4 separate regions of the Mus musculus genome follow, and regions 2, 3 and 4 are each linked to region 1. The links are chromatin contacts, called in public Hi-C and promoter capture Hi-C maps. All regions are on one chromosome and are shown on one strand. Each heading gives the region's core, a stretch centred on a gene start, on an enhancer-like site or on the middle of the called end of the contact. The rest is flanking DNA. Distances are from core to core; before and after follow the strand shown.

The links. Promoter capture Hi-C pulls out the DNA fragments that hold promoters and counts their contacts. A called contact is a pair of places that touch in the nucleus more often than the background predicts.
Region 2: a contact with region 1 is called in a promoter capture Hi-C map of hippocampal neurons, with 3 times the contacts expected there. The contact joins the enhancer-like site here to the promoter of Grin2a in region 1. A contact is called at or near these places in 4 of 39 promoter capture datasets (cranial neural crest, embryonic stem cells, hippocampal neurons and 1 more), 13 of 484 Hi-C or Micro-C datasets (cortical neurons, embryonic stem cells, myocytes and 1 more), 1 of 115 datasets of contacts at active chromatin or transcription factors (embryonic stem cells) and 2 of 9 other capture datasets (adipose tissue and embryonic stem cells).
Region 3: a Hi-C map of cerebellum shows a contact between it and region 1, with 3 times the contacts expected there. The contact joins the enhancer-like site here to the promoter of Grin2a in region 1. A contact is called at or near these places in 1 of 39 promoter capture datasets (embryonic stem cells), 4 of 484 Hi-C or Micro-C datasets (cerebellum, cerebral cortex, cortical neurons and 1 more) and 2 of 9 other capture datasets (adipose tissue and embryonic stem cells).
Region 4: a promoter capture Hi-C map of hippocampal neurons shows a contact between it and region 1, with 5 times the contacts expected there. The contact joins the promoter of Atf7ip2 here to the promoter of Grin2a in region 1. A contact is called at or near these places in 3 of 39 promoter capture datasets (embryonic stem cells, hippocampal neurons and stem cell-derived epiblast-like cells) and 1 of 9 other capture datasets (liver).

What each region holds. Positions count from the first base shown.
Region 1 is chr16:9,993,916-10,001,055 of GRCm38.p6, reverse strand. Grin2a (glutamate receptor, ionotropic, NMDA2A (epsilon 1)) reads left to right here and starts at 5,243. Exons shown (of 14, transcript NM_008170.4): 1 at 5,243-6,233; 2 at 6,807-6,997. Gm30668 (a long non-coding RNA gene) reads left to right here. Exons shown (of 3, transcript XR_384651.2): 3 at 3,606-3,847.
Region 2 is chr16:9,849,864-9,856,664 of GRCm38.p6, reverse strand. The region is part of intron 3 of Grin2a (glutamate receptor, ionotropic, NMDA2A (epsilon 1)); the gene reads left to right. Among named protein-coding and RNA genes, the nearest start is that of Grin2a, 140 kb to the left of the region's middle. Within about 2 kb of position 4,839, at least 15 of the 459 cell types and tissues checked have an H3K27ac peak or open chromatin away from gene starts, as enhancers often do. A contact at or near this core is called in cortical neurons, hippocampal neurons and ventral hippocampal neurons, where this site is marked.
Region 3 is chr16:9,816,511-9,823,658 of GRCm38.p6, reverse strand. The region is part of intron 3 of Grin2a (glutamate receptor, ionotropic, NMDA2A (epsilon 1)); the gene reads left to right. It also overlaps the pseudogene Gm19143. Among named protein-coding and RNA genes, the nearest start is that of Grin2a, 180 kb to the left of the region's middle. Within about 2 kb of position 3,943, at least 2 of the 459 cell types and tissues checked have an H3K27ac peak or open chromatin away from gene starts, as enhancers often do. A contact at or near this core is called in cerebellum, where this site is marked.
Region 4 is chr16:10,188,298-10,195,268 of GRCm38.p6, reverse strand. Atf7ip2 (activating transcription factor 7 interacting protein 2) reads right to left here and starts at 2,363. Exons shown (of 11, transcript NM_153123.2): 1 at 2,244-2,363.

The DNA of each region.
Region 1 (7,140 bases), core at 3,994-6,493:
TGACTTAGCTGCTGTGAGTTGTTCTGCAGTGATCACTGGTGCGTGGGTATCTCTTGATATGTCAACTTAGAGACCTCTGAGTAAATACCCAGGAGAGGGTTATCTGGCTCCTTTGTAGACCTATCTTTTGTTCTTTGAGAAACTTCCATATTGACTTCTGTAGTGGCTGAACTAGTTCCCACGTCGAGAGATGTGTGGGCACTGCCCTCTGTCCATGGCTTCCTGTGTTAGGAATATATCTTAAAGCAATGTGAGCAGGCAGTCTCTTAGACAGCAAATACACCAAGCAGGGTAGATCAACAGTGCTCTTCATTTCCAAGTGCTGTAATCCAGTATCAATTTCTCTTGTAAGTAGAGACATAAAAAGAAATATATTCCATACCTGGCTAACTTTAGCTCTGCCTCATAGACAAGATGAGATGTCTGATCTTTAACAATGGCCTTTAATCAGCTGAAAACAGCAATGGGAGGGTCGTTTTTGGGGGGAGAGGTGTTAGAAGATAAATGAATAGGATTGAAAACAGTTAAAACAACTTGTTCCTAAGCCCAGACTAGGTAATTCAGTGGCTTTAACGATGTGAATTACAGTAAACTCAGTTGGGACAACTGGCTGAAGAGTGGTACTGATCTAGGTCTCTCCCTTTCCTTTCTGCTTTCTGAATGTGGCCTCGTTCTTCGCCCATTGTCTTAGTTAGCATTGCTATTGTTGTGATGAAACAACCAAAAACAAACTCAGAGGAAGGGCTTATTTGGCTTATGATTTCATATCACAGTTCGTCATCGAAGGAAGTCAGGACAGAAACTCACACAGGGCAGGATCCTGGAGGCAGGAACTGATGCAGAGGCCAGGGAGACTGCTGCTTACTGACGTGCTCCTCATGGCTTGCTCAGCCGGCTTCCTTATAGAACCTAGGACCACCAACCCAGGGATGGCACCGCCCACAATGGGCTTGGCCCTTCCCCATCAATCACTAGTTAAGAAAATGCCCTACAGGCTGGCCCACAGCCAGACTTTTTCTCAGTTGAGATCTCCCCCTCTCTGTCAACTCTAGCTTGTGTCAAGTTGACATGAAAGTGTCCATCATGCCCTTTTTGACTCCTCTCCTCTCCTCTCCTCTCCTCTCCTCTCCTCTCCTCTCCTCTCCTCCCCTCCCCTCCCCTCCCCTCCCCTCCCCTCCCCTCCCCTCCCCTCCCCCCTCCCCTCCCCTCCCCTCCTCTCCTCTCCTCTCCCCTCCCCTCCCCTCCCCTCCCATCCCCTCCCCTCTTCATTGTTCCCAGCCTTGGTGAGGATGGCTCCTGTGAAGGCAGCCTTCCTTCCATCAGAATCTGACTTGCCTCCTTAAGCTTGGAGTGAGCTAGCTTTGTAGTGTAGCACAGGGTCAGGTCCTCATGAGCCCATAACCGTGTCAAGTGTGTGTGGAGGAGTTTCAGTGCCTGACCCAAGGCATCTCTTGCACCAGTGAGATGCCTGACTCCAGGAAATGTCAGCTTTTGTGGCTTTAGACACAGGCTGTTTCTTTGGATAATTGTCATCTTCCTTTATTTACAAGGGACAGCATGTATTCAATTCAATCTTTTACAAGTTAGACACCAGCCCTTTAGTTTTTAACAAATAAAACTCAGTTCTAGGCTCAGCACTGATGATGAGAGAGGAACATGTGAGGATAGCATCAGGGTCATCCCAGATGTAACTCCAATTTCTTCAACCTCTGTTCACAACTGCTAAGATGTGGAATCAACCCAGATGTCCACCAGTGGCCGAAAAGAGACTGTGGCACAGATAAACAGCAGAGCAGTATTTGTCCACAAAGAAGGATAAGATTTGGTCATTTGTAGCCAAATGGAGGGGACTGGAGGACATTACATTATATCAAATAAGCCAGACACAGAAGACAATGACTGCATGTTCTTTACCATACATAGAGGCAAAAATTTGTCATGAGTAGTTAGGAGGTGGGAAAGATAGAAGGTAAAGCAGGTAAATGGGAACCCAGACACGCTTGGGTAGAAAACTATGTTCTGGAGCTATAAAGTGGAGGGGCTACTGTAGTTCAGAGTAACCTGCTACACACTTCATGCAGACACCAAAGACAGGAGCCTGGAGGTTCCAAACATGGAGAAGTGCTAGGGAGAGGAGAATTCTAGTTAGTTAATTTGATCAGCTTATGAAATAACATGTGTTACAATAATGTCCTGGGTTCCATTACATCTGTAAAGATTGCATGGCCACAACAATCAAATTAAATAAAAGTATGGTTGAAGTGGAGCTCAATCGGTCGAATGCTTACCCAGCATCACAGAACCCCATGTTTAAGCCCTAGCCTTACATAAACCAGATGTGGTGGCACATGCACTTGTAATCTGAACACTTGAGAGGTGTGAATAGGAGGGCCATAAGTTCAAGGGCATCCTCAATTATATCTGTGAGTTCTAGGCCAGCTTGAGATACATGAGGCTTCATCTCTTTCTCTTCCTTCCTTCCTTCCTTCCTTCCTTCCTTCCTTCCTTCCTTCCTTCCTTTCTTCTTTTTCTTTTTCTTTTTCTTTTTCTTTTTCTTTTTCTTCTTTTTTTTTTGAGCAGGGTTTCTCTGTGTAGCCCTGGCTGTCCTGGAACTCACTCTGTAGACCAGGTTGGCCTCAAACCCAGAAATTCGTCTGCCTCTGCCTCCCAAGTGCTGGGATTAAAGGCGTGCGCCACCAACGCCCAGAGAGACTTCATCTCAAAAACCAAACTCAAACCCAAAAAACCTAAATAAAATAAAACAAAAACAAAAATATGTGTTTGTGGCCCCACATCTGGTGTTCTGATAGAATAAGGTAAGCATGAATATTTTTTAAAGTTTTTTTTATTTTAAATTTTTACTTTAAATTTTGTGTATATTGGTTGTGGGTTTGTGTTCCTGAGTGCAATGCCCATGAAGGCCAGAAGAGGGCATTAGACCCTCTGGAGTTGTCATTAAATGTGATTGAGAGCTGCCTTCCATGGGTGCCAGGAACTGAACCCCTGTCTTCTAGAAGAGGCTGAGCCATCTCTCTAGCCCAGCATGCTAAATTTAAAAGCCCCACAGTCTACAGCTCACATCTGTTTATTAGAGAAGACTGGGCACCAATGTGTTTATTTGTACAGAAAGCTAGCAATCCAGTAATTGCAAATAAACAGGGACCAAAGACATGGTCCCATGGGAAAAATTACTAACCACACAACCGCACAAGCCTAACAACTCAAGTTCTGTCCTTGGAACCAATGTAAAAAGGCAGATATGGTGGTATGAACCTGGAATATTAACACTTTTCCTGTGAGATGGGAGGCAGACACAAAAGTAGCCCCTGGAAGCTTAGCTGACAGCCAGACTAAGATACACAGCAGCACAGTACAAGACAGACCCCGCCTCGGCAAGGTGCAAGGAGCAAATGATTTCTGAAAATTGCCCTGTGACCTCCACATGGCATGGCATGTGACACTCTCTTCCCATAAATAAATCTTTTTAAAAGTACAAAAAGAAAGAAAGAAAGAAAGAAGGAAAGAAAAAGAAAGAAAAAAAAGAAAAGAAAGAAAGAAAAGAAAAGAAGAGAAGAGAATAAAAAAGGCTTTTGTTTTTTCTCCAGGCACTTGAAGAGAGAAGGGTGAGACTCTGAGCCATCCATTGTCATTAGAGAACAAGCCAGTGAACAATGCAGTGACCACTGAGTTGCATTTGTGTGCAGCCAACAGAAGGAACACAGCTACTATGTGGCATTTGAAGTCAAGATTACAGTTTCTGCCACTGGAGCCCCCTCTTTAGCCTTGGTTTCACTTTTCACTCTGAGGCAAGGTCTCAATAAATTGCCCATGCTGGCCTTGAACTCACTCTGCTGCCCGTGGGTACCCTGCACTTGATTTCCCCACCCCGGTCGCCACATTGGCCACACCACTAGGCCTGGTTTTCCCACTGTGTTCATTCTTTATGATTTATGTTTCAGGCCTTTGCTTGTTCTCTAGATAGCTTTTAAAGATGGGGCTTGCTCTGCCTAGGCTGCACAGCCTCCTTAGTAGCTGGGGCTGCAGGTGTGCATTTATCTGAGCTAAGGCAGTGTAACATTCTCAAGTTCTCAGGTCAGAGTCTTGCATGATATCCATGCAAGAGAGAGGCCCAGCTTAGCCCGGCTCAGTCCAGCCCATTCACAGCCCCAGTAAATGGACCATTGCTCCAGTTTCTGCCTCTGTTGTATCACATTGCCCACCCCCATCCCCTTTTCCTTTACCGTCCAGATTCTGTCTGCTTCCTTGTTTTCTTTTGTGTAAAACCCCAGGGTATTCCACACACAACATCAGCTCCACAATAAACCCACGGGTCTCCAGGACCAGGGGCTCCTTTCTGTAGCCATATCGATCCCCCCTGGATGAGTTACTTTAGAGGGCTCTCATTTTTTCTTGGGTACCTACTACGTGTCAGGTTTTGTTAAATCTTTGACCATTGTCTTTTTATTGCAAAATAACCCTGAGAAATGGCATTTATTTATTTATTTATTTATTTATTTATTTATTTATTTTTACTGCTGTTGCTCGCCTGCTTTTTCAGATTATCAGTCATTAAAGGAGGAGGGTGACTCCTGAGTTTGGCAGACCTGCAATAACAAAAGCTACTACTCAGTATAGGAGTCCAAGAAGTTTCTTACAGTTGGTTCTCTGAACAAGGTGAAGTAGGCTCTGTGTTTGTTAGGGGCAGCTTCTGGCTGGGCTAGGAGCTGGCTAGCCGGCTAGCTGGCTAGCTCTCTGAGATTTTTTTTTTTTTTTTTAAATAAAGATCCGGATGCAATTCTATTCTTATGACTTAATCACTGTGGAGGCCAGTACTCTTAATACTTAGGATTTTAACATATGCATTTGGAGCATAAACATCCAGGTGACATGAGGCATCAAGGGAAGGGAAGAAAGGCAGAGACAGGTGTTGGGATTCAAGTGACTGACCGTACAAAGGTCAAATGTAGACATCTAACAAGGAGCCTCATGCCCAGCTGCTAGAATTGGAGCCAGTCAGTTTTCACAGCCAGTTAGCCCCAGGCTCTTGGCTTATCCGTTCTGGTGACTTAGAAGAGGCAACCACAGGGTTACGTTTTGTCTCGAACAACTTAGAGAAGGAAGCAGCAAGTGTGTATGTGTGTCTGTGGGTGCGCGTCTGTGTGTGTATGTGTGTGTATGCGCGCGCGCACGCGTGTCTGTGCTTGGAGAGAGTATATATGTTTCTGATTTTAAGCTCCCGGCTCTCTGACATCAGAGTGGGTTCCCATATCAGGGTGGTGAGGCATTGAGAGAAGCATCCTGGGCGGGTGTGTGCGTGTCGGCGTGCCTTGCGTGGAACAGAGATTGCTGCACCCAGCGCCAGGCACTGGAGGAGGAGGAATCCGTAGCAGAGATCTGAATAATTGATTCTTCAGCAGCACCAGACGCCCGGGAGCGGGCGGAGAGCGTGGTTTCAGCACCAAGGTTGCGCGCCACCGCAAGCTCCCCCCGTCACCAGCCAGACACCTAGGTCGGCCTTGTTCCGCTGCCGCCGTGCGCTCCAGAAGAGGGTGGCCGCGCTCCGCGTCGCCGCCTAGGGACTGCGGGGTCTGCCTTGGCCCGCCTCCGGGGTGGGCGGCTGCAGGCGGACCAGAGCTCCAAACAACGTCGGATTGCGCGGGGGTTGCTGCGTTGCGTCTCGCTGGCTGAGAACAAGTCCTAAGTTGCTGTGGTGGGCGCCTCTGCTTTCCTCTATCCTCCTAGGCGACCGCAGCAGAAGCGTGCCCTAGGATCCTGGCTTCTCCAGTGTTGTGAACCGCGGTGGCCAGGCTCTTTCCTGGGCTCCCGCTGACCAAGTGAGGAACCGAACGCCCAGCTCGGAGCTGGCCCTTCAGCGAAAGGGCCAGGAGGGAGCTGCGGTCCTCTGCCTGCGCCCTTCTCCGCCAGGGACCGCGGGGATCCCCGGCCACACGCGCGCGCGCGCTCCCACACTCACTCACACACACACACTCACACACTCACGCACGCCAAGCAGGAGCAGGACTGCGGAGAGGGTGTCCAGGCGCGCTCAGAGGACCTGGCAGCCGCTGTCCGGAGTGGAGCATAAAGCTGAGCCAGGGCTCTAGGAGAGAGGCTCCTGGGGTGCTGTGCCTGAGCATGGGGCCGGATGAGCTCTGAGAGTCGCGGCGGCAGCAATCAGCCCTGGAGATGACCAGGGGTGGCCACTGCTGAGAACTATGTGGAGAGAGGCTGCGGTGAGTGCTGGCGCGGGACGCCGAGCCTGGGAGGGCCCTGTGAGAAGCTGGTGGGGGGAAGGTATGGATAGGAGGGGGCGGCAGGACGCACAAGAGGGTCGCTACGTGGGAGTGATCACACCTCCCTCGGGGATCCGGGACCGCGGGAGCCCGCGTCCTTCCCTCCCCCTCTTCTCCTCCCGGCTCATAGCAAACTCAGCCAGCGCCCCCTCCTTTCCTGCCCCCCACCCCCCACCCCAGGCTCAGCAGCTCCTGGTCGCACAACTCCCAGTAGCCGGGCGCCGAGGTGGTGGTAGGGGGTGAGGGTGGAGGTTCCCACTAAGCTTCTCGTGGGTGGCCAACCTGGGGCTTCCACTCTCCGGTGCGTCCCTGAAAGGAGCTCTGGTTATCAGCCACAGGAAGTGAAGACCCGCACCGAGGGTGTCATAGGCACCAAGCTCCAGCTCCCTCTCTGGTCGAGCCCCCAGGGTGCATAAGGGGGCTGTGAGCACTGCAGACTGCATCCCTCCCCCCACCTTCCCTTAGCACTGGTGGGCTGACCCTGCCTCTCCATCTCTCCTCCGCCCCGGTTAGAGCCCTGCTGCAGAGCCTCCGGCTGGGATAGCCGCCCCCCGTGGGGGTGATGCGGACAGCGCGGGACAGCCAGGGGAGCACGCAGGGGCCGCAGCATGCGGGAACCCGCTAAACCTGGTGGCTGCTGAGGCGGCCGAGATGCTCGTGCGCGCAGCACGCCCCATTGCATCCTCCACCTTCTCCGGCTACAGGTACGTCCTAGTTGGTGATACGGACTTCCCGGGCCTGGGAGGATATAGGCTCAACCGGTGAAGAGAGAGGAGAGGGTTCAGTAGGGAGATGGGGGGAAAAGAGCGAGGGAGAGAAAACTGGAGAGGGAGAGCCCAATGGCGAG
Region 2 (6,801 bases), core at 3,590-6,089, 140 kb after region 1:
CCACCTTTCCCTTCTCACGTTCATTCTATCTCCCAGCTTTTATCCATCATAGCATGCATCTCTTCCTTCTGGATGGACTTAAATGTCATGATGTCTGTTTTCCCCACCAGGATCTAAGTTCCTCTGTCTCCTGGGTTCATCTTGGTGCCCTGAATGCACAGCACAGGGCCATAGAATAGTTAGGGCTCTATAATACTCAATGGAATAATAATGGCAGAATGAATGAATGAAATAAATGAGTGAGTGAATGAACTTAGAACTGTCTGAAAAAAAAAGCACCTTACATTGTTCTCAGCAGACATCTATGACATAAGACTTCATTTGGTAAATGAAAACTTGGCTCTTGGTTGAAGTGGCAGGTGGTGGTCTCCACAAATAAGAAACCAGAGAATTGTTCTTTGATAAAGGTGAAATCTTGTCCAGGAGTGCTGTGGGAGGCCTTGCATGGTGATGAACTAGGAACGTCCTAAGGGTCCAGGCCACTGGAAACTGCTCTTCTCACAGAGCCTGTGCAGAGCTTCTCCTTCCTCCGAGGGGAGGACAGATGATGAAACTCACCTGTGCTTCCTTTTCTGCCTTCAGCATTTGCTGATTTCCTCACTGTTGCTTGATGGCTCAGAGTGTGAATGGCCTGCCTCTGGTGTGCTTGGGTTACACCCTGAACCACCCTTTCTAGTTGTGCAGCTATTGGAATGCCTTCTTCTTAAAATCAATCCTGACAACATTAAACACAAATACAACTCACTAGATCATATTCAACCCTGCTCTTCCCTTCCACTTCTCCCTAATCCTCCACACATCCTTCTGCTCACTTCCCAGATAACCCCCTGAGGCCAGCTAGTGCTGTCTTTCTGGGCATAGGGGTAGGGCCGTCTTTGACAGAAGGGCAGCCTACCACAGGCCACACCATGCAAGGAAAATGACACTTGCCTTCAGTGATCACCAATCACCGATATTCCTCAAGTAGGTGTGGATCTCATGAAGCCCTTCCCTCACCATGCCAGAGAGTTGACTGGCTTGACCTTGTGCAGGTCTTGTGCTACCATCCATGACAGTTGCCATGAATTCATGAGTGCAATGGCAGTATAATGTCCAGATGACACCATTTGCTGGCAATCTTCCCCACCTCCAGCTCTTATAATCTTTCCAGTCCCTCTTCTATGATGGAACATCCTCTTTCTCAGTCTGTCATACCTCAGTCTCCTCATCTGTGAAATGGGGATGATGAGGCTAATTATGAGGAAGGAACATGTTAATTTAGATTAAACTTTGCAGGGTACCCAGGAAGTTCTCGGGCTGGTGGTTTTGTTAGAAGATCCAACTACATTCTGACTTTTCATAGTAGAAAAGTCTTTAAAAAAACTCAGTAAAGGTAAGATTTGGATCCAAGTTTTGCTGAAGTGTGTCAGAGTCCTGTGATGAGATGACAGTTGTATGAATGTATGGAGTAGAACGTTCAGACTGTCATTGTTTGTATAGTGTGTCAATAGTCACAATCTACTGTCATCATTTGTCATGAGGGCCCCTGCATCTTTAGAGTACAGTTGTCATTAACCCAGTAAAGCCACAGCCCCTTATTTGGAGATCAGGGTCCTTGGGTTCTTTTCTTTGTTTGTTTGTTTTTTGTTTTTTGTTTTTGTTTTTGTTTTTGTTTTTTGTTTTTTGTTTTGTTTTGTTTTGCTTTTTTGAGACAGGGTTTCTCTGTATAGCCCTGGTTGTCCTGGAACTCACTTTGTAGATCAGGCTGGCCTCAAACTCAGAAATCTGCCTGCCTCTGCCTCCTGAATGCTGGGATTAAAGGCATGTGCCACCACACCCGGCTTCCTTGGATTCTTTATTTGAGTATTTTTTTCTTGTGTTTTTGGGTGTGACATGTGCACATGTATGTGTTTGTATGTGTAGGTATGAGTGTGTATGCATGTAGAGGCTGGAGGTGCATGACTGGTGTCTTCCTCTATCCTTCTGCATCTTATTGTTTTGGGACAGGGTCTCTGATGGAACCATGAGCTTGCTAATTCAGCAAGATTGGCTGGCCAGTGCGCCCCAGGGATCCTCTTGTCCTCTCCTTCCTACAGCTGAGGTTACAGGCACCTGCCACTGCACCTGGCTTTATGTAGGTAGAGTTGGGGATTTGAACTTGGGTTCTAGTATGTGCAAGACAAGCATGGTACCATCTGAGCAATCTCCACAGCCAGGTTTTCTTGTTCCATTATTAATTTTTTTGTAATTAGTAAGCAAAATAATGGGGTTCACTACATTTTATATGTGCATAGCATTGTGCTTTGCTTAGATTCACCCAACTACCCTCCTTCATCCCATCTCCTTGCTCCCCCTTCCACTTAAATATGCCTTCTTTACTTTTATTTCATAATATACATATATAGTTCTTGATTCCACATTAGAGAAAGCATGAGAGACTTTATTCCTAGTCTGATGATCTTCTCATTTTTTCCTTTCCATGTCCTTAAAACTTCTACCATACAATCTTGTAGTCCCGTATGTGTGTGTGTTTGTGTGTGTGTGTGTGTGTGTGTGTGTGTGTGTTGTGCGTGTGTGTGTGTGTGTGTGTGTGCTCTCGTGCACAGACATTTGACCTGGAGCTCATCAGTTAGTCTAGCTGCCAATTGGCCTGTCTCCCTAGCACTGAGGTTACAAGCATGTGTACTGCACTCGGAATATTTTTGTGGGTGCTGGTGGTAGAACTCAGGCCCTCATGCTTGCAAGTGCTTACTGACTGAGCCATATACCAAAGAGCATCCAGAAACTGTGAAGACTTTTAATCCAGGATTGGTCAGCTGAGTATCTGATTACATGCTCAGAAGCACTCACCGGAGTCCAAATGGGAGGTCAGCCGGAGAGAAAGAGAGCAAGCAAGAGATTATAGATGCTGGGTGGGAGCTGAGTATCATTTTGCAGAGACAAGTGATCATTACCTGTCTACACAGGGAACAGGCTGGGCACAGGGAACACAGTGGCTGATGGCAAGGCTCCGGATACTATCTTGGAGGGACACAGACAACAGAGATACCAGCAAGTGAGGGGCTACATGCCTGCCAGGTGATAGTGCCTGGAGGGAAGCAAGGCTGACATCATCAAGAGAAGTGAGCTGATGGATGAGTGTAGGGAAGGCTCTAGGGCTGCAGTGTTGAAGGGAGCAGACAGCTATGTGGATAGCTGCAAGGGGGTTCTGAGGCATGTCAGGTACTGCACAGCTGGGTGCAGAGGCAGGTTTTTGGAAACAGCCAGGAAGTCAGTGTGTCTAGGGATGGAGAGAGGAGTAGCAGGCAGGTGGGAAGGAGCATTGAAGGTTCCTTCTCTATTCAAAAGTCGACAGAGAGCTCAAAAGACCATGGAGTAGTGGGAAAGGACATGTATAGGGTGGGGGAAATTCATGTTTCTCCTTTCTTTATTTTTTAAGATTTATTTTATTTTTTAGGCGTGTTTGTATGTGTTGCATGTGTGTATAGGCAGAAAGGGTGGCTGGAGTCCCTGGAGCTGGAGTTGTAGGTGGTTGAGAGCTGTCCTGGGTGCTGGAAACTGAACTTGGGTCTTCTGGATGTGCAGCAAGCATTCTTGCCACTGAGCCACTGAGCCAGCCCCCATGTTCCTTTGTTCTAACCCTTGGCCTTCCCACAACACTCTCTCAAATTCTGGTCCCTTCCTGGCTTCCCATTATTATTATTTTATTATCAATTATTATTTTATGTTTGAGCATGCAGTGAGTGCAAGTGTGTCCGTTGTGTGCATGTGTGTGTGGGTGTGTGCATGTGCATGTAAATGTGTGCATGTGTGTATAGGTGTGTGCATTTATGAGGGTGTGTGCATATTGTATGTGTACATGTGTGTGTGAATGTGTGTATGGGTATGTGCATGTGTGTGTGTGAGTGTTCATGTGTATGTGTGCATGTGTGTGTGTAAGTGTGTACATTTGTGTGGGTATGTGCATGTTGTATGTGTACATATGTGCATGGATGTGTGTATGAGTGTGGGCTTGTGCATGTGTATATGTGTGTGTGCATGTGTGTATTGGTGTGTGCATCTGTGTGTGGGTGTGTGCATGTGTTAATGCCTCACAGCTAGAAAGGAAAGACTGAGCAAGGAAGCAGAGTATAGGGTGGACAAAAGTGAAGAGAAAGGAGCTGAGGGTGGACAGCATTCTTCCTTAGCATTCCTGAATCACTGGGCAGTGACTCCCAGCACTGCATACAATAGCATGGTGGTGCATACCTGTAAACCAAGCACTGCACACAATAGCATGGTGGTACATACCTGTAATCCAAGCACTGCACACAATAGCATGGTGGTACATACCTGTAATCTCAGCACTGCATAAAATAGCATGGTGGTACATACTTGTCATCCCAGCACACAGGAGGTAGAGGCAGGAGGATGAAGTATTTAAATGATTTGAAGGTATCTTGGACTATGTGAGACTCTGTCTCAAACAAATACAGGAACAAAAGTAAAGAAAGAAAAGAAAGGAAGGGGAGTCGCACCTATTTCATTGTTATTTATTTATTTACTTACTTACTTTCAGTGCTGGGAATTGCACTTCATGCCTCAAGCTAGTCAGGCACTCTGCTGCTGGGCTAGATTCTCAGCTCAAGAGACTCCTTTTTCTAATTCTTCAGTATAAAAGCACAAAATAACAAGACCTAATACAAACAGAATATACCAACAAGAAAAACTTTCTTGTCAGGCAAATGCTTGGTCCTTGTGTAGACCTTCCTGGGATATGTGGATTTCTAGGTACCAAATTATGGGCATAGCGATACACCTCCTTCTCTATGTGGTGAGGACTCCCCCTCAGCACAGCAGTGGCAAAGGCCTGAGCACATGGCTGAATCAGGAGGAGGTGGTACCTAGGTTGTATGGATGCTGCCAAAGCAGTTGCATCGCGTCTGGCACAGAGGAGGAGGGGAACTGAGCATGTGTCTATTACATTTTCTGCCAGAACTGACAGCAACATTGAGTGATGAAAGAAATGTCATTGTATAACATTTAATGATTTTAAAAACAGATCTTCCCAAGAACACGAAGATGACTTGGAGAGTCTCTGAAAAAAACAATCGCTTCCTGTCCGTGGCAGTGCGACCTGCCCTTAGTCCAGGCTCCTGTCCCATGCCTGCTACAAGCCTCCAGGATGCTGTGGCTTCCATTGAGTCCCTGCTTTAATTGGCTGCATTCTGCAGCTCCTGCATGAATAAGGCAGGGGACGCTTTAATTGCAGATGAGGAGAAACATATGCCGGATCCCCCAAAATAACTGTTGGGGCATTAACTCCTAAGTGCGGTGTCAGGAGCCTCCGTGCAATGTTTTATTCACCATTTCTGTTCTCTTTCGAAGGTGCTGTTTTTCATTTGCATTTACATGAGTGCAGCCATGGGGGAAACATGTGACTGGGCTGGGGAGGCACTGTTCTTAGGAAGATTCTTCTTCTGGTTTTCCACAGACTTTGCAGCCTATGAGTGGGGCTTATGGCCTGCTCCAGCTTTGGAGAGGAGAAAGTTGGGTTGCAATAGTTGAGATCCCTACTAGCACATTTTGGGGACCATCAGGGAGAGGTAGCATCCATGTTTCTTTTCCCACTCAAATAACACAAGCAACAGTGACACAGGAATGGCCCAAGATGATCCTCTGGTGAAACTGGCCCATTGTTTGCTTTTATAAATAAAGATTTATTGGAACATAGTTGTCTTAGTGTTTTACTGCTGTGAACAGACACCATGACCAAGGCAACTCTTATAAAAGACAACATTTAATTGGGGCTTACAGGTTCAGAGGTTCAGTCCATTTTCACCGAGGTAGGAACATAGCAGTGTCCAGGCAGGCATGGTGCAGGAGGAGCTGAGAGTTCTACATCTTCATCTGAAGTCTGCTAGGAGAAGACTGGCTCATGGGAGGCTTTCAAAGCCCATCCCACAGTGACACACTTCCTCCAACAAGGCCACACCTACTCTAACAAGGCCACACCTCCTAATAGTGCCACTCTTTGGGCCAATCCTATTCAAACCACTGCAATAGTCATACCCATTCACTTATAGAACACATAAAGATGATCTCGTTTTCATGCTCAGTGACAGAGTTGAGATACTATGCACATTGCTTGTTTTGCAAAGCCATGTCCTTTGCTAAAAATGCTGAACTCGCCTATCTGGTTTTCTGAAAGGCACGGCTCTTGATGTGGTAGGGGGTTGGAACCCAATGGAAGAGGAGGATGAAGAATTGTAGGAGCCAGTGGGGTGAAGGACACAAGGAGAATTTGTCCCACAGAAGTAACTAAGCAGGACTTATAGGGGCTCACAGAGACTGAAGCACAAATCTTGGAATCTGCATGGTTTACACAAGGTCATTTGCATATGTGTTATGGTTATATAGCTTGGTGTTCTTGTGGAACTCCTGATAGTGGGACTAGGGAATAGAAGGTAGTTTGTCTTCTCTTTTTTTGTTTTTCCTTCTACTGGGTTACTGTGTCCAACTTTGATATGAGAGTTCATGCCTAGTCTTATTGCATCTTGTTATGCCATGTTTGATAGACATCCATGGGAGGCCTGCTCTTTTCTGAAGGGAAACAGTAGAGCAGTAGATCTAGGGCAGGGCGTGTGTGAAAAGGGGAACGGGGAAGAGAGGAGGGAAGGGAGGCTTTAGTCAGGGTGTATTGTATGAGAGAAGAACAAATTTAAAATTTAAGAAAAAATAAATGGAGCTTTAAAAATTTAGGCAACATTTAGATTAAAAATCATCTACTTGGGAAAAAATTCTGTACTGGGTTTAGTGGCACAGGGTTGTCATCCCTGCTTC
Region 3 (7,148 bases), core at 2,694-5,193, 180 kb after region 1:
TGAACAAACATCTATCTGGATTTTTCTATCCTTCCCAATCTTGATTTCCATTATGTTCTCAGGGTCTCATGTCTTGAAAGGGCTTGCAAGTCAACTTTTGCACCTCAGTGATTGCAAAGTGGAAAGAGCTGCACCTTCTTATAATATTCTTGTGTGTACACATGTGTGTCTGTGTTCTATGAGACAGGGTCTCTAGCAAACCTGGAACTCACCAGTGAGGTTAAGCTGGCTGGTCAGTGAGCCCCAAGGAACAGCCTCTCTCTTGCTGTGAAGGCATGAGGAGTTGATTCCAGTCTACAGAGCCTACATCCAGAGCCAGGCACTGTGGTCATGCTCCCAATCTGAATGCTGGAATGCTTTCTGCCTGTTAGTCAATAGTGAAACTGTAACTCCAGTCTAGATTTCTCTGGGAAGAAAACATACATCATTTCTGCTTTCTGATGCTTAGCTTAGATGAGTTTTCTTCAGGTAGACTCATAAAGAGGTCAGCATGGGGAGGGACCCATAGGATTGTGATTGTCTCATCACAATCTCAGCAATCTTGTCTGGAGAGGAGACAGGCCAAGGAGAGAATGGAAGCTTCCCTCAGTCAACTGTCTCTCAGGCTAGACAGGAGGTCCTAGAGTATGATTTTCCTCACAGCACCTTTTTGCTGTGCTGTTTGCATGTGATAACTGAACCCATCCTCCCAGGAAGGAGGAGTCACAGCCACAGACTGTGGTGCAGGCTCGGAGGTAGCAGTGTCTGCAATCCATATGTGAAGCACCTCCCAATACACACCACCCACTTTCCCCTGCATCAAAGACTAGAACTAAAAACCCAAGAAGAAGTCAAGGAACTCAGCAGGTCCCTATTTCCTAGAGAACAGGAGGGTAGAGAAGGGAGAAAATGAAAGGGACACTCAGAAAAAAGGCAGTCATGGGATGCTGTCCATAACTAAAGAGTCAGGATACTTAGAGGAGACTTTGCCTCTCTCTTCCCAGATCAGTGACTTCTGTGTAGACTACATCATCCAAGGTAACTTTCCTTTGATTTTAATTTTCTGGTCCTAACTCCTTTAAGGACACAATGCTTAGGGCATAACTCCGTGCTTCTTCCAATAAGTAGCTCAAATGGTAGAAAAGGGAGAGTTGTAAGTATTAAGTAACTTAGGTTCTAAGAGAGGGGGGATATTGGCTTTTACATTAACTCTGGACAGCTGAGATACGATAGCCTTTAATTTTCTTTTCTGCTTTCCATGGAAAGATTCTGCTTTCCCTGTGGCAGTCAACGTGGTGCAGAGGAAGGAACACTTTCCCCAGGAGGGCTCTTTTGGTGTGGGTAGATGGGATACCTCTCAAAGGTCTAAACGAATTCAAATAACTGGAACCTGATATGTTTCCTAGTTGCGATTAAGAGTCTTCAGATGGATGTGTTATCTTGGCTTACCTGGGGTTGGGTGCCATGTAATCGAAAGGCCCTTGCTTGGTGGAGGAGGTAGAGAGAAAACATGACCACAGAAAACCAAGTTTGGAGTCATGGTGATAGAGGGAGTCATGAGAAATATGAGAAGTCTCTAGAAACTGGAATAGGCAAAGCAGTGAACTCTCTTCTGCAGTTTCCAGAAGGACACAGTTCTGCTGATATCTTGATTATAGACCAGGGAACCCCATCTGAAACCTACATCCTCCATAACTGTAAGATAAATGTGTTTTAAACCACTATGTCTTTGGCAATTTGTTACAAAGGTGAATGGATACATGGATACTGACTGATCCATAATGGCCCATGCTGAATGGTTTTTGTGCATATATTGCTTGGTTCCTCCAAAATATTATTCTAATAAAAATTTGTGTGTGTGTTCACATGTATGTGGGGGACACCACTGGCCTGTTCTATTACTCTCTGCTCTAGTACATTGAGCTGGATTTTCTCACTGACACTGGGGTAGGTTGATGGCCAGAAAGCCCAAGTGAGACTCCTGTCTCAGGGATCATGAGTTTAGGGGATGTCACATCCACACTCAGCTTTCTGTGTAGGTGGTGACTCTGACCCCAGGTTCTTAGGCTTTCATGGCAAGGGTTCTTACCCATGAGCCATCTTTCTAGTCCTCTTGAGTCTTCCCTCTTCAGTGCAGACATCACAGGCTGTCTGGAGAGTGCTCAATGACACATCATGTGTCAAGCAGGGGTTGAACTTAGTCAGTTGACACCCTTTTCTGTCCCTAGTATAGCTGGACACTCTGACATAAAAACATTGTTTTTGACCCAACGGTTGCCAAGGAAGCTACTTTGTGCATTTTTTTTTTGTGCTGTTTTGAGAGATGTAGCACACCCACATAATGGAAACTGTGGTTCATCACTTCTAACAAAATAATTTTAAAAAAAAACCTTATCTATATTTACCTGTAAATTAGACTATGCTTGGGCACTCTGCTAGAGAAACTTAGGGTTTTGTTCCCAGTACATTATTTTGGCAAACAAGCTACATGGGGGAATGCCTCTCAAGTTGTTTCTTGTCTTCCTACTTCTAAGACCAGCATGTGTAGAATTAACCATAGGGGATGAAAATTTTAATAGTAGAGTCTAGAAGATGAAACTTGAGCCATCTGAACAGTTTTCCCCACTTACACATGAAGACATATCTCAGCATACTTCAGTGGCAAAGAAAACACCTCAGATCACAAAGTTAATGACAGGCTACTTTATGTCTTATGACAAATCTTCTACCAACCTGTTGGATCAAGCCTGTGGTATCACAGTACCTGAATCAAGCCTATGGTGTCACAGTACCTGAAACAAACCAAGCCTATGGTATCACAGTACCTGAATCAAACCAAGCCTATGGTGTCACAGTACCTGAAACAAACCAAGCCTATGGTGTCACAGTACCTGAAACAAACCAAGCCTATGGTGTCACAGTACCTGAAACAAACCAAGCCTATGGTATCACAGTACTGCAGCAGAAACATCAGCTTCTCTGTAGTTCTCATGCCATAAAGATGTTTTAAATGTTAGAAAAAATAAACAAAAATCCTGGGAAATACATTACCAGAAAGAGGAAGATAAGCATCGAACATGTACATGGTTTTTCTGCTGAAGGTTAGTCTACCTCTATGGGTGATGTGCCATTATCTCCATCCAGGGCTGGTCTTTCTTCAGTTACAGCAGCACTGGTATCATTCACAGTAGGCTCACTCATCAATATCAAGTCCAAGCTTGATCATCCTGTAGGTCCTGTTAGCATGTGTCTGGGGATCTTCACTAGACCAAGCTTGATCATCAGGTTAGCATGTATTTGGGGATCTTCCAGCCTGAAGGCAGAAGATGAGAGGCAGCTCATACTCAAGGTGACCTGATCCTTCATGTACCCATCACTCTTGTTAACTTCTGCCTTTTGCCTTAAGGTTTCAGTAATGAAGTGGCCAGGGTTTATCTCCAAGTGTCACTTGTCATTGGGTTGTCTCTAAGGGTTTGTACTTCATTATTCTCTCCATGTCTGTTGTCCACCCATATGTGCTTGTCCACCCATACAGCACAGGGATGCCACCAATCAATTTGATAGAACCTCCTTTTCAACCCTTTTCTCCATGATGTCTCTCATAATTTTGTAGTTTTCAAGCCTTATCTTTTTCTCTTCATGTTCCTTTTTTCTCCTCTTCATCTTCCAGGTGTACTGGTCCTTCTATGATAACTGACATTAAGGCCTTGCCCTCAGATTCCTTCAGCTCTTGCACAGGACACTCACCAATGGACTTAATCATATAAATCACTCCTAAACTCCCCTTTGGATGGGAAGTTCTAATTTAACATGGTCTGCTCTGTTGGTTCAGATCTACTTAAACAGAAAATGCTTTTAAGTATGCTTATTGACCTCTGATCCTGGCACCATCACACATGTATGCTTTAGCTAGCCACCCGGGAAGTCATCCATGACCAGCCGGAAAGAGAAAGCCATGCATGTAATTGGATATGACACATCAGCTGAGAATCTCCTCAGGGAGGGACAAGGAGCCAAGACTGATGAACGTGTCAGAAGTATCCAGAGAGAGCAGTGTTTCCACTCTCTGGAGAAAGAGATAAAGTGTTGAGGAAGAGGGAAAGGGCAAGGAAGGGTGGGAGGCTTCTGCTGGAATAGGGTAAGAAAGATGAGTAGGAAGCATTTTAAGTAAGATTTTGTGGGGCAATTTGCCAATCTCTACTATGGCACACAGAGCATTGAATGTGATCTAGTGGATTTGTTTATTTTTGGTGTGTGTGCAGTATATACGTGAATGGTACACACTCGAGTGTGCATGGATGTACCTGTACACGCATGAAGGCCAGAGGAGGGATATGTGTGTGCTGCTCTATCAACACCATACTCTCTTGAAACAGGGTCTGTCTCTGAAGCTGTACCAGGCTGGTGACCAGTAAGCCACGGCAATCCCCCTGCATCCCCTTCCCACAGCACTGGGGTTGCAGGCACATGCATGGTCACCCCTGACATCTTGTACAGATGCTGGGATTTGGACTCAGGACCCTGTGCTTGCACAGCAAATGCTCAATACTCTGAACCATCTCCCCAACCCTCATTTTTTAAAAATAATTTTGGTAAGAAATCCACAGCATAAGACACTAAGTTTATCATTTAAAAGAGTGTATTTCAGCAGCACAAAGCATATTTATTTTGTACTGACATTTATATTATCTAGTTCTATTATATTACCTGACATGTATATTATCAAGTTCTAGAATATTCTGTCTCTGCAGTGGAAACATATCTACCAAGAATGGTGTCCCATTTCATCCCATCCCTGAATACTGACAACCTGTGTTTGTCTTTTTGGATTTGCCCACTTGGGATATTTTACTCAAATGGTATCATGTTACAGAATCATATCATAGAAATGTACCTGGCTTCTTCCATTCAGCATAATGTTCTCAGGTTTGTCCTTTTGCAGAGGGTGTGGAGACCCACAATTAGACATGAAAGAAAAGTCAATTAAAGCTTTGTGTCTGGGCTCAGACACATGTTTAAACTTGATTAGTGGATATTTATTTTACAAAATGACACTGTGGCATGTTTGTTATGTCACATGTTTTAACTGTGCCCTCTCTTCCTTGTCCCTTCCTGTCCCTGGTCATCACTCTGCAGTCAGGCTTCTTTTTTTCTTGTGCGTGTGTGTGTGTGTGTGTGTGTGTGTGTGCATGTGGGTGGGTGTGATACCAAGGGTCCACGTGCAGGAGAAAACATGCAGTGCTTATTTCCATTGGGCCTACATTTCATTTCTTAACATAATGCTTTTCAGTTCTATTCCTGACAGTGGTTTAGTTTGGTCTTTATGGGTGTGTGTAGAGCGCACACTTGTTCTTCCTTCACGTTTCTGTGCATGGGTTCCTCAGCTGGCCCCTCATTTTGGCTGCAGTAAACAGTGCTGAAAACAATGTGACTGAGTAGACGTATTGCCCACTTTCGCCACAATGGGAAAGCATCTGATTGATGAGGCAGGGCCTTCTACTGAAGTTGGAGGACTCAGACACACATTAGAAGAGAACAGCAAATGGTGGGACAGGCAGCAATGGCTGTGGTGTAGCAGTGAATTATGGTGCATTGCTTTCACCACTTACGTAACATATTTCTCTACATTTCTGAAACAAGGTTTAGACTTTTTTTTAAACTAGAAAACGCAGGCAATGTTATCACAAAAGTCACTGTACAGTGATTTCAAATCCAATAAATGAAGGCAATGCATGGCCATCCAATAAAAGATATCTAAGACTGGCCTGCATAGGCAGAGGTCCTGAGGCTGAATAACATGCACAGAACAGGACTGGTTGCTGCACGAGGATGACCTGGGATTAGGGATTGGGTTTAATAAGGCCTTAGTGTGTCTCAGTGATGGATTTGTTAGTGGAGAGTAGAGTCGGATGTTAAATGTGTCTTTATAAATGAAGCTCATTGAAAGAAAAGCAGAGAGTGGTTGAGGGCAGTGAAAAAGACTCTAACAATGTCAAGAAAAAGCAAAGCGGGCTCAAGACATGGCTCCATGTCTAAAGACCTGTACCTCAAGCTTCACTTCCCAGCATCCACACAGAAGCAGGGCGCAGTGCCCATAACTCCAACATGGAGGGCATGCAGAAGATGGACCCCAGGGAACTTGCTGGCCTGCCAGTCTAGCCCAAAGTGGGGTTCTGTTCCATCAGAGACACTGCCTCAAAAATAGGTGGAGAGTGACAAATGACAATACCCAGGGCAGCCTCTGGCTTTCACAGAAATGCATATGCATGTGTACTGCTTATTTGTGTGTGCACATACATATATACATACGCCACCATTCACACCTCCCACCTCCATCCTCCCTCCTTCACATGCAGCCATAAAGAAAGCACAGAGGCTTGAAGAAGGACCATTCTTTGAGAGAGAACTTTGGTGAAGACTTGACCCCATTATGGGACCCTTTGGAGGAAAAGCAACTGAATGGGGGATGCTGAGTGGGAGGAGCTTTGAGGCTCCACCTCCCCATTGTAAGCTGACTGCTTAGAACACCCTCATGCTGCTGAGCACCAGTTTGCTCCAGTGTGAGGAGGTCTGAAGCCAGTTCAGAATGGAGCCACTGGTCTGAGGCCCAGTAGGCAAGCAGTGTCTCCATTTTGATGAACGTTTCCCAAGTTTGCCCTTCCTGTGTTGTCAGGATGATAAATTCTGGGGGAGATGGTGAGAAGGCAAAGCTGGGGTTTACTGAAGTGAAGGAGAGGCTGCTTGTGGAATTATGTAACACTGGTGTTTCTTCAGTGGATCCTCCTCAGCCGGAAAGAAGGATGAAATGACATCATCACAGTAATGGATAGAGCTGGAGACCCGCACATTAGGGGAAGTGAGTCCCCACCAAAGACACACCATGTGTTTCTTCTCATATGTAGACTCTATATTTAAAACATGCGCGTCTTTCTACACACACACACACACACACACACACACAGAGGCCAGGCCAATAGAAGAGGTACTCTGTGGAGGAGGAAAGAAAGAAGCAAGGGAGCAAGGAGAAAAGTGAGCATAATGGGAGTGGGTGGGCTAGGAGCAAAGGATGCACACCTGTGAAGACGCCATAGTGAAACCCATTAATTTGTACAATGATTGTATGTTAATTAAAAGGAAGAACAAGTGGCTGCAAATATTCAGCCATAAAT
Region 4 (6,971 bases), core at 1,114-3,613, 200 kb before region 1:
ATGGAAATTACATTTAGAAGTGAGTGCTCTATTCAGCTGGTGACTAGATTTAGAACCACAAACCTCACTTACACCTTTACTCACAGTCAAAACTTAAAATCGTATCTGATCATCTCCTCCCCACCTCCACCCCCTCATTTGGTGGGAGTGTTTGTGTAGTGAGGATTGACTACACAGCCTCATTTATGCTAGGCATTACTCTACCACTAAGCTATATTCTCAGCTTTTACTATGTTGAGACAATGATGCCCAAGTTGACCTTAAACAAACTCTGTAGTGTTCAGGTAGACCTTTCAATTATGATCCTACTGATTTACCCTCCTGAGTAGCTGGATCTACAACCCTTAGCTCCTTTTAACTCATGGTTTTCTCTTTAGATACTGCATAAGTACAGAATGATTTACCTATACTTCTAAAGATGAGAAAAAAAAAAAAACTATCCAATTCTACTGCTATGTGTGTTATAGGATAAGTCCTGGTTTAATTCTCAGAAAGTAAGATAGCTCTGAAGGTAAAAGACCTTGCTATGCAAGCCTGATTCCTAGATTCTGAAGCAACAAATCCCAAAAGTTGTACTTTGACCTCCACACATGAACAGGGACATATACATGTCCACAAAAACACAATACTTTTATTATTGTGTATATATCAGAGAACTACAGAATAATGCATGCAGTGATGAAGGAACTATTAACTTTACCAAAATTCAAAACATTAAGTAGCAAGGAAATATAATGAAATTGAAGACTAACATCAAGTACAAGGTCAATAAAGTAAGCCAAAATATCCAAGAGTTACCTAAATTGCATTAGTTGTTAGATATATTTTTAAAATGTACTGCTTACATATTTCTGCTGAGGTAAGAGCTAATCTTAGAATATAGCTATCTAGATCCATACTAAGTTAGGGAGACTAACTTAACGTTAGATTCATCTTTTCTAAAAATATTGAGGGATAAACAAAGATAAAAGGCAACCGTCACAAGACTTAAAATTCACTGCATGCAATTAATCTTTCATCTCATGGCATTTCACGTTTGATTGATTGCCTCTGCTTTCGAAGTGCTGGGATTTAAATCGTGCCTGATGGAAGTCAGGTTTTTTTTTAAGCAGAGAGACCATTGTTGTTTCCTTTGTTGAGACATATCATTTAGTTTGTTTGACAAATTTGGAAAAAGATGAGAATAAGAAATTGCTATTGCTATTTTTTTTTCTGTTTTTAGGCACCATAAAAAATCAACCTCTACCTGAAAGGAGTTCAGCATCAATTCACTATGACCTATTGTACTGGGCTACTGAACTACAATTACAACCCCTAGTGAACGCATTAAGAAAAACTTTAGTGGTCATGTAGACCAGCCATAAATTTTTGTTGTTGTTGTTGTTGTTTTTAGACATTTATTGTAGAAAGGCAGGCAGAGAGGGAGAGTTTAGGGAAGTAGAGGCTGGCCATGGCCACATGGAGAGTGGCGGAAAGGAAGATGGAGAGAGGGGGGTAAGGGGGCCAGAGTAAGAGCTAAGAGAGCAGCCATAAATTTCTATACTATGTGTCAATGACTGCTGTCTGTCTGCTTCTGTAAACAAGGCTTGCTTGCTCCCGGTCAGCTGCCTTTATGAGTTCCTCTTTGCCTTCAAATGTTAAAGCAAATTGCGGGTCCTGCTGCTTTTCTGCCAGGGGCAGCCCTGCGGGTGGTGAATGTAAGTTCCACAAAATTTGACTTATTCGGGCTTGACGGGGTGGGGTGTCTTTCCTCAGGTACTCCATACCACCGCCCAGCGAGCTCCCGATGCTGGTCTTTATTAGCAAATCCGTCCAAACTTGCTTCTCTCCCTCTGCTGTCTGTCTGCCTAACACAATCCCAAATGGCAAGCTGCATTTTTCTTTTTCCCAGAGTAAAACGACCCCATCCATCACTGTACCTGATGTACAGACACTGGGAATGGGCTGCACCTCATCGGTTCACCTGCGGTACCTGGAAGAGCGCGCCGCAAACAGCAAATGCCAGTTCCCCACCCCACCGGGTCGTTCTGCCTCAGGCGGCGCCCCCCTGACGCTTCCGGCTCCCCACCTCCCCCGCTACTCCGGCTCCACGGGGCCAGGTAACTCCCAAGTCCGGCCAGGAACCTGGGTGCACACTTTATCCGGCCTCCGAGGGCCGAGCGCCGCCATGAAGCCGGCCGTAGGCTCCGCCAACGGCCTCCGTCTCGGAGCCGTCGCCCGCCCGTCGGCCGGCCGCAACGTACCTGGAGCGGCGTCGCTCCTCAGCCGTCCTCAGCCGTCTTCCGCCGGCCTCAGCCAGAGCCGAGACCCCAGACAAAATGACCCGCGGTTGGGCTGGAGCTAGACTAAATCTCCCTCCCTCTGCCCCCGGGCCTCGTGCCAGCCAATGACAGAGCGAAGGTCAGAGAGCCCAGCCAATCACAGTGGCAGTGGGCGGGGAGCGGCGCGGCTCAGGGAAAAGTAAACTGACTGAAGGCCGGCCTCAGTCGCCTGGCCCTGAGTTTCAGGCCAGGCGCTCAGCTCAGCCAGCGCGAGGGAGGCGTGGCACGAAGATTTTGATGGTGTTTGGGAAGTTACTACTAATGAAACCTTCTCCACAGAAACAAGCCCCCGAGGAAAAGGATTGTAGATTCCAACTGTGACAATTCGGTTGACCTGGAACCGGGATGGCGATTGGCCAGTGAATTCCAGATACCACAGTGGACTCCAAACTCTGCCGCTTCAGGGAGCCTTCACTGACTTCTGTGGAGCCTTTATTTCCATAGCTCAGTTCAGAGAAGGGACTGAGGAACCATGAAGAACAGTGTTTCTCATCACTATAACCAGATGTGCTCTGGAGACAGAGAGTCTCACGGCCAAATGGGAGCTGTTTGCAAAATGTTCTTGACTGGCAAAGCTGAATTGCTGAGGTGCTAGAGGAATCAACTTGCCGGTTGTCACAGTCTTCTTTTACACACAGGGCAATATGGGAAAGTCCGTTATTTGCATGCTATGGTCCACTTCAATCTCAGCAAGCAGGATGCAGGGAATGGCTGATCTGGGTGGGTTTAAGGCCAGCCTAGGTGAACATTAGGCCCACCAATCTAAAAATAAATGAAGCCGGGTAGTGGTGGTGCACACCTTTAATCCCAGCACTTGGGAGGCAGAGGCAGGCAGATTTCTAAGTTCGAGGCCAGCCTGGTCTACAGAGTGAGTTCCAGGACAGCCAGGGCTACACAGAGAAACACTGTCTCAAAAACAAAAACAAAAACAAAAACAAAAACAAAACAAAACAAAACATAAAAATAAATGAATAAAAATAACATTATAGTAAAATGTAGCCTTGTGATGACTTGTATATGCTCAGCCAGGGGAGGGCCACTATGAAAAGGTGTGGCCCTGTTGGAGTGGGTATGGTCTTTAAGACCCTCCTTCTAGCTGTCTAGAAGCCAATATTCTGCTAGCAGCCTTCAGAGGAAGATGTAGAACTCTTAGCTCATGCCTGCTTGGATGCTGACATGTTCCTGCCTTGATGATAATGGACTGAACCTCTGAACCTGTACACTAGCCCCAATTAAATGTTGTCCTTTATAAGACTTGACTTGGTCATGGTGTCTGTTCACAGCACTAAAACCCTAAAACAGAAGGTGGTGCCAGGGACTGAGGTATTGTTGTGATAGGCTGGACCATGCTTTTGTTTGGAAGAATGTGGATTTGGGTACTTTAGATTTGGAAAGCAGTGGAATGCTTTAAGCTGGGCTTAATGGCCTATCCTAGTAGGAATATGGAAGACTTTGTTGCTGAGATTGATTTGAACTGTGAAGACCTGGCCCAAGAGGGTTCAGTGGAGAATTTCAATATGTGGCCTAAAGACTGTTTTTGTGGTATTTTGGTGAAGAATGTGGCTGCTTTTTACCCTTGTATGAAGAGTCTAGCTGAGGTTAGGGTAAAATGATTTATTATACTGATAAAGGAAATTTCAAGAAAGCCCAGCAGAGACTTTGTTTTCTGGTTAGGTCTCATGAAGAATATTTTGAACAAGTGTAGCAAGCTTAGAAAGGCAAAATATAAAATATATGGTATTAAAGGGGCACCAGGAAGTAAATGGAGCTGAATCCTTTGTTCAAGGATATTAAATTGAATTAAGGAGTAGTGGTCTTGGAACAAGTCCCACCCAGCTAAATTTAGGTCCAGGCACGGTAGTACAAGCCTTTAATCCCAGGAAACAAATCAAGCATATCTCTGAGTTCAAGGTTAGCCTAGAACACAGCAAGTTCTAGGTAAAGAAAAGCTTAAGTCTAGGTTTGGTGGACCATACCTTTAATCTCAGTGTTTAGGAGATAGGCATGCAGATCTCTGAGTTCAAAGTCAGTCTACAGAGTAAGTTCCAGGACAGCCAAACTTAGGCAGTGAAGGAGTTGGAAAACAGAAAGCTGGTGATAATGTAATAGAAGAAGGGATTTGGGGGGGGGGGGCATGACCCCAGCAAGCAGCAGAACTTGGCAGCTTTGGCCACTTGGTTCTGGATTTCAGAGTCCAGAATAGAAGGGACTACTGGAGCAACTGATGCTGGTTAGCTGGAACTAAGAAATTAATGGCAATTAAGAAGAGACTAGTATCACTGAGGTGAAATCTTCTGGGAAATGTCTTCTGAGAACAAAAAGAAGCTGTGTTCCAGAGATGGCCAAGATGCTGCAGCTGTACTTGGTAATGAGTAAGTCACCCAAGTGGTACTGGTTTTGAAGGCATGAAGGGGTCATGAAGAGCATATGAGTCTTTGTGAGAGGCCAGGGAAGGCTGTTGGTGAAAGTGCAGTCTCAGTTGCAGTTGATGGTCCAGAACTGAAGAAGCCATGCAAAGGATTTGAGGCTTGGCACTATGAAGAAAGACTATGAGAGGTATTGGTGAAGCCAAGTTGCAGTAGAAGACCCAAGTGTATTAGAGATGCCAGTACCATGAGGGCAGAGCTGGAGATATGACCCCAGCCCTTTGGATAAGCCCAGAAGATCATGTGTGGATTCCAGACATTGAAACAAGAAGCTGTAACATTGGACACCCCAAGATGTTAGAGATGTCAGATCCATGGACTATCTGCTGAGGAAATCTGCTAACAGGGAGTGGAACCAGCCCAGGAGAAAGATGTTTGTTGCAGTCAACAAAAATGAAAAAGGAGTCGGAGATCTGAAGACCTCCTTGACATCAGACATGGAGATGCAGAGTTTGAAGTTTGCCTAGCTTGTTTCCTGTTTTGCTTTGGGGATTACAGTTAAGTGATCAGATGCATCTCAGAAGAGACATTGAATTTTGGACTTTTAACATTGTTGAGACTGCTATAGACTATGGGGACCTTTGAAGTTGGACTAAATGTATTTTGCATTATGCTATGTTTAGATATGGCCCCCATAGACTCATATATTTAGACAAGTCTATGGGGGCCAGGGATTGGAATGTGATGGGTTGTATATACTTGGCCCAGAGAGTGGCACTATTAGAAGGTGTGGCCCTGTTGTAGTAGGTGTGTCACTGTGGGTGTGGGCTTTAAGACCCTCCTTCTAGCTGCCTGAAAGCCTTCAGATGAAGATGTAGAACTCTCAGCTCTGCCTGTACCAGGCCTGCCTGGATGCTGCCATACTCCTGTCTTGATGATAATGGGCTGAACCTCTGAGCTTGTAAACCAGCCCTAATTAAATGTTGTCCTTTATAAGACTTGCATTGGTCATTGTGTCTGTTCACTGCAGTAAAACCCTAAGACAATCCTTATTACCAAATTGTTGGGTACTAGCCGCTTAAAGTTTTCTATGTTGAGTGGTCCTGTGGGCAGAAGAGATGGTCCAGCTGTTTAGAACACTTGTCCTAATGCAGAGAATTCAGTTCCCAGCACTCCACATCAGGCAGTTCACAACTGCCTATAATTCCAATTCCAGGGGATCCAAAACCCTCTGGCTTCTAAGGAAACTTGCATGCATTTGATAAAAATAAATCATGGAGGGACATTCACACATTTATAAAAATTTTTTTTTAAAAACATGGTCTTGTTCTCTAGGACTTAAGGATCATTGTGTGTGTGTGTGTGTGTGTGTGTGTGTGTGTGTGTGTGTGTGTGTGTGTGTGCTACACACCGAATTTGCTATTCATCCTCAATAAGACAACTAAGGGAGCCAAATACATATAGAAAAGCAGAAAAAGAAGTATTTAATATGACCACAGTGGAAAGAGGGACAAAGAGATCCCAAGACTTCCCTAAGTCAGTCTTCAGGGTATAATGGGGATGTGGCTATGTTAGCTCAGTTTGTTCTGTGAAACAGGTAAGAGATTGACTGGGAGAAACAATCAACCAATATATGAAAAAGTCATAAGGCTGCAAGTCAGAAAGCTGCAGGAGACAGGCTCCTAGGCTGAGTCAGATTTGGTGAAGCCTGGTGCTTAATAATGTCCTCTTGTCAAAGTATATGCCCTTAAGGCCTGCTGCCCTGTGGTTATGTAACAGTTTCTTCCAAGCCTGAAACATTCCATTCTGTTCAGAAGCTTATCAAAGAGAAGTTGAGCAAATCAAAATAGTTTCAGGAAGTCCCTGAAACTGACTAGATTTACAAGGTCCCTCCCTGCCAAAATAAACACTAAAAGTTGAGGGTTCCTCAGAGACTAGCTGAACAGACCTTCAAAGAAGACTCAAAAGAAGCTGTTTCCAATATTCCCTATATAACTGATTCCTAGTAAAAGTTCTATTGCTTTTCCAGAGGACCTAAGAACAATTTCTAACATATGTTACTGGCTTACAGTCTATAATGAATTACACGTTAAATGATATAACATGAATAAAGTACGGTGGTTTAAATAAGAATGGCCTAGTGGGTTCATTTAATTGAATGCTTAGTCACCAGGGAGTGGAACTCTTTGATAGCATTAAAAAGATTAGGAGGTGAGATCTTGTTGAAGGAAGTGTGTCACTGGAGGTACACTTTGGGGTTTCAAAAGCCCATGCCAGACTCAAA